Regions from separate parts of the Ovis aries genome. Here region 1 is linked to region 2. The links are chromatin contacts, called in public Hi-C maps. All regions are on one chromosome and are shown on one strand. Each heading gives the region's core, a stretch centred on a gene start, on an enhancer-like site or on the middle of the called end of the contact. The rest is flanking DNA. Distances are from core to core; before and after follow the strand shown. Region 1 holds the start of GATAD2A (GATA zinc finger domain containing 2A). Region 2 overlaps GATAD2A (GATA zinc finger domain containing 2A).

Region 1 (3,176 bases), core at 90-2,589, 81 kb after region 2:
TACCAAAAACAGAAACAGGGGTCTGAAGTCGGGGTCTCAAAGGAAAAGTGAGTTTTAATGCAAAGAGTTTTTGCATTAGAGAATCAGGAGGGAAACCTTAGGAAAGGGGAAATGTCCTCAGGCAAGTGGAAGGAGAACCCCTGGGAATGGAGGGGGACCCTTCAGAGAAGTGAAGAAACTCATTCCCTCTTCAATCCGAGAGGGGGTTTCTTGAAAGAGTGGAGGCACACTTCAGGGATGTGAGGAGCCTAATAAAGTGGGACATTTCATTTTAGGAAGAGAACCTCTGGAGAAGCCAGGGACCCCTCCAAACCCTGCGGCACCCATAGATCAGCAGGAGTCCCCCACAAAATGGAAACTGTTTTGGAAAAGTGGGGAACATTTCTTCAGACAAATAAGGGTCCAGTCATTAATATGAGCACTTTGGAGTAGTGGGCCCCCTCAAGAAAATGGAGGTACTCATCAAAAAGTTAGGGGTCCCATCAAAAGTGGGGACAACTCAAAAAAGTGGGGAACACCTCCAAGAAGGATTCTGACAGAAGTAGGAACACCTCAGATTAGTTGAGGAGGGCCACATGGGGAAAGGAGGAGGCCACCCAGAGAAGTGGGACAGAGAAGCAGGGAGAGCAACGCGGAAAGGTAGGGGGGAAGGGGAACCCATGAAGAGTAGGGGACGCCTCAAAAAAGCAAGGGCAAAAAAGGAACAGGGTACACAGTGGGACAACAGCTCAGAGAAGCAGGGATCTCCTTACAGAGGTGGGGGTCCCCCAGAGAACTGAGGGGGAGGGTCCCCTAGAAACAGGGCTATCTCCTCAGAGAAGTGGCGGTCCTTCAGTGAAGATGGGGGTCGGTCCCAGAAAGCGAGGCGGTCCCACATAAAAAGCAACCCCTCGGGGAAGCAGGGGTCCCCTTAGAGAAGTTCAGAGGAGGTGTCTCAGAGACGCGGGGCCCTCAGAAAACGGGCCCCTTAACGAAGCAGGAGGTCCCTCAAAGAGATGGGGCACCCTCAGGGAAGGGAGGTCCCCCTCAGAGAGGCAGGGTCCCTTAGAGAAGCAGGTTCCGCGACAAGAGGGTCCACGCATGGAAGCGGCCCCCTCGGAGAAGCGGAAGCCCCAGAGAAGCCCGGGGCACCGGAAGCCGGCGACCCGCCACCAGCGGCGTCCGCCCCTCACTCACCGAAGTTGCTCGGCGCCTCTGCGGGCGGCTGCTGGGCCCCAGACGGCCTGGGGTGGCAAAGTCGGATCCCGTCCGCTTGGGTCTCGCGGCGGCAGCTCCCTCGGGTGGCGCCCGCGGCGGCGACCGCGGCGGCGACAGGACGACGGACGATCGACCGACTGACTGCGCGGGCGGCGCGGAGCGCGTTCGGGCAGCGGGGGTGCGCGTGCGCGCGCCGGGGCGCTGACCCCGGGCGGGAGGAGCCGCCGCGCAGCGCTCGAAGCCGCCGCTTGGTCTCGCCGCTCCGTCTCACACTGAAATTGCCCGCTTCGCAGCCCGGCTTCCCCGGTTGCTAGGCAGATTTCGCCTCTCACACTTCCGGGTTGAGGCACGTCTCACCGAGTGGCGGCGCCGCAGGCCAATGAGGTCCGGCCAGGGTTCCCGGGATCCGCGCCCCGGCGGGGGCGTGGCCAGTCTCGTGACGGACAGCATTCGGCGGCCAATGAGCATACGGGCCGGCTGGCCCTCGGGATCGCGCCGGGGGCTTGGGCGGGCCCGAGGAGGCGGGACAAGATGAATGACATGCGATGTGCCAATGGGAGAGTGGAGCGGACCTCAGGTCCAGTCAGGGCGCTTCGGGGGCGGGGCTTTAGCTTCGGGGCAGGAACACCGCGAGGGGCGGGGCGTGAGGACGAGTCAATCCGTGGTCGGCTGCTCGGACACTGGCGGGGGGTTCTGCCCGGCTACCAGCGGCCGACAACTGTCTGGGCAGGGGGTTCCCCGCAGTGCTCAGCAGGGGCGCCCCACCCACAATGCACCGGAGGCGGCTTAGGCCGGGCGGGCGTGGAGCGGTTACGCCGGGCAGTGGGCGGGGCCGCATGAGGCGCGCTCTAAGGACTCTGGGCGAACTGTGGCCAGCTCTTGTTCCCCAGGGGATTCGTTGACCTGGGCTCTCTTCTGACTAGAGTCACGGGTTCGACCCTCTTCTGAGGAGAACTTTGAGGAATCTTGCCCCTGGCCCCTCTTCTGAGAAGAGTTTTAGCGATTCTTGCCTTGCCCGCTTTTCTGAGAATAAGAATGATTTTGTTATAAGAAAACGTGTAGGGATTCGGGCCCCTGCCCCCTTTACTAAGGAGAATTGGGGGGCCCATTGCCTTTCCTGCAGAATATTTAGCGAACATACCCTGCCTCTTTTCTGAGCCCTAGTGGTGGCCACTGGCCTTCCTCCCTGGTGTGAGGGGCAGTGGGTGTTGCATGTCCTTGGCCTTCATTTCTGAAGATAACGGGAAATTCACAACTTGCAAGTCCTTCCTTCCACCAGAGAAGAAACTTGGAACTTAAAGCACCCTTCCTCTCTCCAGAGAGAAATTGCAGGAAACTGATGGCCCCTCATCCTTTTTACTAAATAATTGCCGAAGAGCTGTGCTCCCTGCGTTTTTTCTAAGCAGTGTTTGAGTGTTGGAGAAAGAGTTCCTCTTTTCCTAAGAACTGCAACCATTTGACTCCTCTGCCCTAGAAGAGTTATCTATTTAGCTCTCCTTCCTTTTTTTTCTTTTTTTATGAGAATTTTTCCAAGCAGCTATCAATTCTTTCTCAAGGGTCGAATCTGTGGTGCTTCCTAATTCTGTCCCCTATGGGGCTCTTCAGTTCCACTTTTCTGCTCTACTGAGTGGGGCCCTTCCAAGAAGCAGTCCTTTTTTTCTCACCTGTCCCCAGACAAAACTAAGCAGTAACTAAACTCTGCTGTAGCATCACCATGGCCTACCAGGTGTCTGAGGCTTTCACCTCTGTCTTCCCTCAGCCCTTCTGAACTCCTCCCCTGATTTATCCCCAAAGAGCCCAGTTATACCCTTTGCATGCAACCAGACATCATTGAATTGAAGGGGTGAAGAAGGCAGGCATGAGAAAGATCCACAACACTCAGGATTCAATATGGCAACCTGTTATCACTCCCACTCCACCCCCACCAACCTATACACAGAAATATGCAAGATGCTGGGATACCTGAACTGTAGGATGGA
Region 2 (3,146 bases), core at 238-2,737:
TTAATTTCATGGCTGCAGTCACCATCTGCAGTGATTTTGGAGCTCAAAAAAATAAAGTCTGACACTGTTTCCCCATCTATTTCCCATGAAGTGCTAGGCTTCCGCTAATGGCATTGCTGACCACATATATAAGGACCAACGGGTCTCAGAGACAGTGCTTAGCGCCAAGCCAAGCAGCTCTGTTTGCTGAGGACATAATGTAAACTCTCCCTTAAGATCTAGCCTCTGCATCTGTGTTGAAAGAATGCAATCAGCAGGAAAGCCAGCCAAGGGCTGAATTCGCCCGCTAGGTGGCACTATGACCCAGAGAACAAACTCGGCTAAGTTAACTGGGAGCAGTAACAACAACTCAAAGTTGTCCCATTCCTTCCAGCTGAGTGGGGAAGCAGAGTTAGGGATGGGAAACCGGTATTTTAACAGCCCACCGAACTGCCCTTTCCACTCCCAGAGCGAGCTATGCCTTCAGGGAAGGGGGGTGCACAGAGGACCACACACCGGGTTCACTGACTCCCCCAACCCCTCAACCCGCAGCGCTCTCCCTTGGCCCACCCTCATCTCAGCTCTCAGAGCAGCACAGCCGCTGCACTGCAGCAAGCGCAGCCCTGATGCGATGGAACCACCACAGGTACAGCTGCTGGGTGGGCTTCCACGAGCGATCAGGAGGCGCCCATTTCAAGGTACAGAACTCCCTCATTGGGGTTAGCAGCCCACATTTTCAAGTCCAGGAATTGGCTGGCTGTCTATAAAATAACCCAAGATGTCTCACTAGGGCCTCAACAAACCAAAAACCAATGCAGTTCAGGAACTCTTTCAAGTCTGTGTCTCCCTGCTGGCTGCCAACTCTGCCCAAGATACACATCAAAGATGACCCCGGGGCTCCAACCCAGGTTCTGTGGGCATGCGCACAGGCACTGAGCAGACACAAGGCTCTGGCACGGGAGCTGCAGCCGCTGGTTGCAGCCCAGGCAGGCTCCCAGGCGGCCACACAGCAGAGCAGCAGCCTCGGCAGAACCAAGTCTAGAGTTACAGACTGCCGGTGCTTCCTGAGCAAGAGCGAACGGGGCCAACGGTAACCTACAGGGATTTATCACTTTTTACCATCTCGTGGAGCATGTGCCCATCTCCAAGGTGAGATGCCTAATACAGCTCAAATCTGCCTGAGGGAAGAGGGCAGGGTTAGGGGCTGGACCACATGGAGCTGAAGCTGCCTAAGATGACCACTGCGACCAGAGCTCTCCTAGGTCCCATCTTGGACCGAGACTAATCAATAACTCGTCCAAGAGATGACATCACCTCCCATCAGTGATCACTCAGCATCCCAGCAGCCAGCAGGGAGTGAACTTCCTGTATGCTAATCAGGCCACCAAAAAGTCATGTGACAAAGGCATTTCCCTCTTTGGTCATGTGACCCTTTAACTGTGCCTTCCAACGTGAAAACCATGGCAACAGCCAGTTCTAACCAGTTTGTGACATGCAGCCTTCATTTTGAGAAGTGAGGTAGGGTTCAGGTGCTGTCAGGAAATGGAGGCGCCAGCTCGCCCTGGGGCTGCAGGGCTGCAGGCACTTCCTGAGTGGCCCTGGCCCACAGGGGACTGCTCGCTTGTTACAGGGACCTGGGTCGCCTCTTCCGAACGCAGAAGCGCCACCAGCCCCCACTAGTCTCCAACAAGGAAAACTTTCCTAAAGCTCAATTTTAACACAAAGGTACTTCAAGTTTCTCAGAACTTTCCCAGCGAGCTCTTTTAATTCAAGGAAAAGGATACTCATTTGACAAAGGCTCAAAATTATCGTGGGCATTCTTTTCCTAAAAAAACGTTTTCTAAATTATAAAACCATCTAGGCCAACATGCCAGGGAAGCAGTGTAGTGGCCGTGTATATTATCTCGGTCCAGGGAGGCTGCCAGGGCACCACATTTATTTGAAAGCTATGATTTCAGGGCAAATGCATTAAGCCTAGCCCGCCCATCTTGGGAATCCTGATATAAATTATTATGATCAGAAGAGATTTTACGTGACCTGGAAGCAAGCCAGGCTGTTCGTGAAAACGTTCTCACTACCTCCCTCCCTTGAATGCCAGCCGAGGCTAAACAAACAAAAATTCTGTTACATGCCCGGAACTTCCGTCAAGTTCCCTGGAGATTAAAACTTAACTTACAACCAGATCCCTCCATTCACCGCACCACCATCCCAGGTGCTTACCCAGCAGTGGTCAGTGCGGGGTAACGCCGAGTGTCTCACGGGCCTGTGCCAGGGGAAGCCGTTTCCACCAAGGGAGCGCAGCCCTGACCTTTGCTGTTCTCCATACGCGCCTGCCTGATGTCTGGGCAAGGTGCGCTTGACCCACACCCATGCCTCCATGTTCTCCCTCCCTCCTAGCTGCTGGGAGCCAACCTAAGAAGTGGGTGCCGTGTCCAGCAGCGGGGAGAAACCCCTGGATAACAGCAGTTCTGTCTTTAGGGTCAGCCAGGAGGGACAGGGGCACGCGGGAGCAGACCACCGCCCACCCGGCTTCACCAGAGGACATTACTGCCCCAGACTTGTTTGACCAAAGCCTGCGTTTTTCTAAGATCCCTGAGATGCCTGCACACACGAAGTCGGGGACAACTGCGGGCCCAATGAGGCCTCAGGACAACAAACTGCTCCTCGGGGCTAAGCAGGGGGAGAGAAGCAGGGCTGGCAGCCACCAGTTCCTGCCAGAACCCTCCCTCCTGCCCCCATCTTTTGGCCCCAGCTGGGTGAGGAGAGGCAGGTAGTTGCTAACCGTTTAGGGGTGTGGGGGAGGCTTTGCTAGACCCCGCACCAAGCACACACTTGTCTTGGCCCCACCAGACCCTCTGCCAGGGCATTCCTCCCACTAGAGCCCATTCACACCTTCCAGCCCACAGGTCTCTCCAGTCCCCAACCCCTGAACCCCAAACTCCTGCTGCTCCTGAGCTGCCCCCACCTTCACCACCACCCACTGCAAGGAATGTCCCTCCATCATATTCTCATCTCCCCTGTGACAGACCCAACGCACGCTGGAAGAGGCACTTCTTGAACAGCCCCTGGAAGCACAGTCAGCACCACCCCACTGCACTCAGGGGACCCGTCCCCCAGCGGCACGCAGTCGGGGGAAGGCTTCCTAGTTCTACCCCCAAACTGCCCAC

Evidence for each region. Hi-C and Micro-C count contacts between places; a contact is called where the count stands out from the background.
Region 1: a contact with region 2 is called in a Hi-C map of liver, with 3 times the contacts expected there. The contact joins the promoter of GATAD2A here to the enhancer-like site in region 2. A contact is called at or near these places in 14 of 16 Hi-C or Micro-C datasets (blood, hypothalamus, liver and 6 more).

The regions. Positions count from the first base shown.
Region 1 is chr5:3,731,208-3,734,383 of ARS-UI_Ramb_v3.0, forward strand. GATAD2A (GATA zinc finger domain containing 2A) reads right to left here and starts at 1,340. Exons shown (of 12, transcript XM_042249571.2): 1 at 1,177-1,340.
Region 2 is chr5:3,649,649-3,652,794 of ARS-UI_Ramb_v3.0, forward strand. All of the region lies in intron 2 of GATAD2A (GATA zinc finger domain containing 2A), which reads right to left. Among named protein-coding and RNA genes, the nearest start is that of TSSK6, 21 kb to the left of the region's middle. Within about 2 kb of position 1,488, at least 14 of the 54 cell types and tissues checked have an H3K27ac peak or open chromatin away from gene starts, as enhancers often do. A contact at or near this core is called in liver and tail adipose tissue, where this site is marked.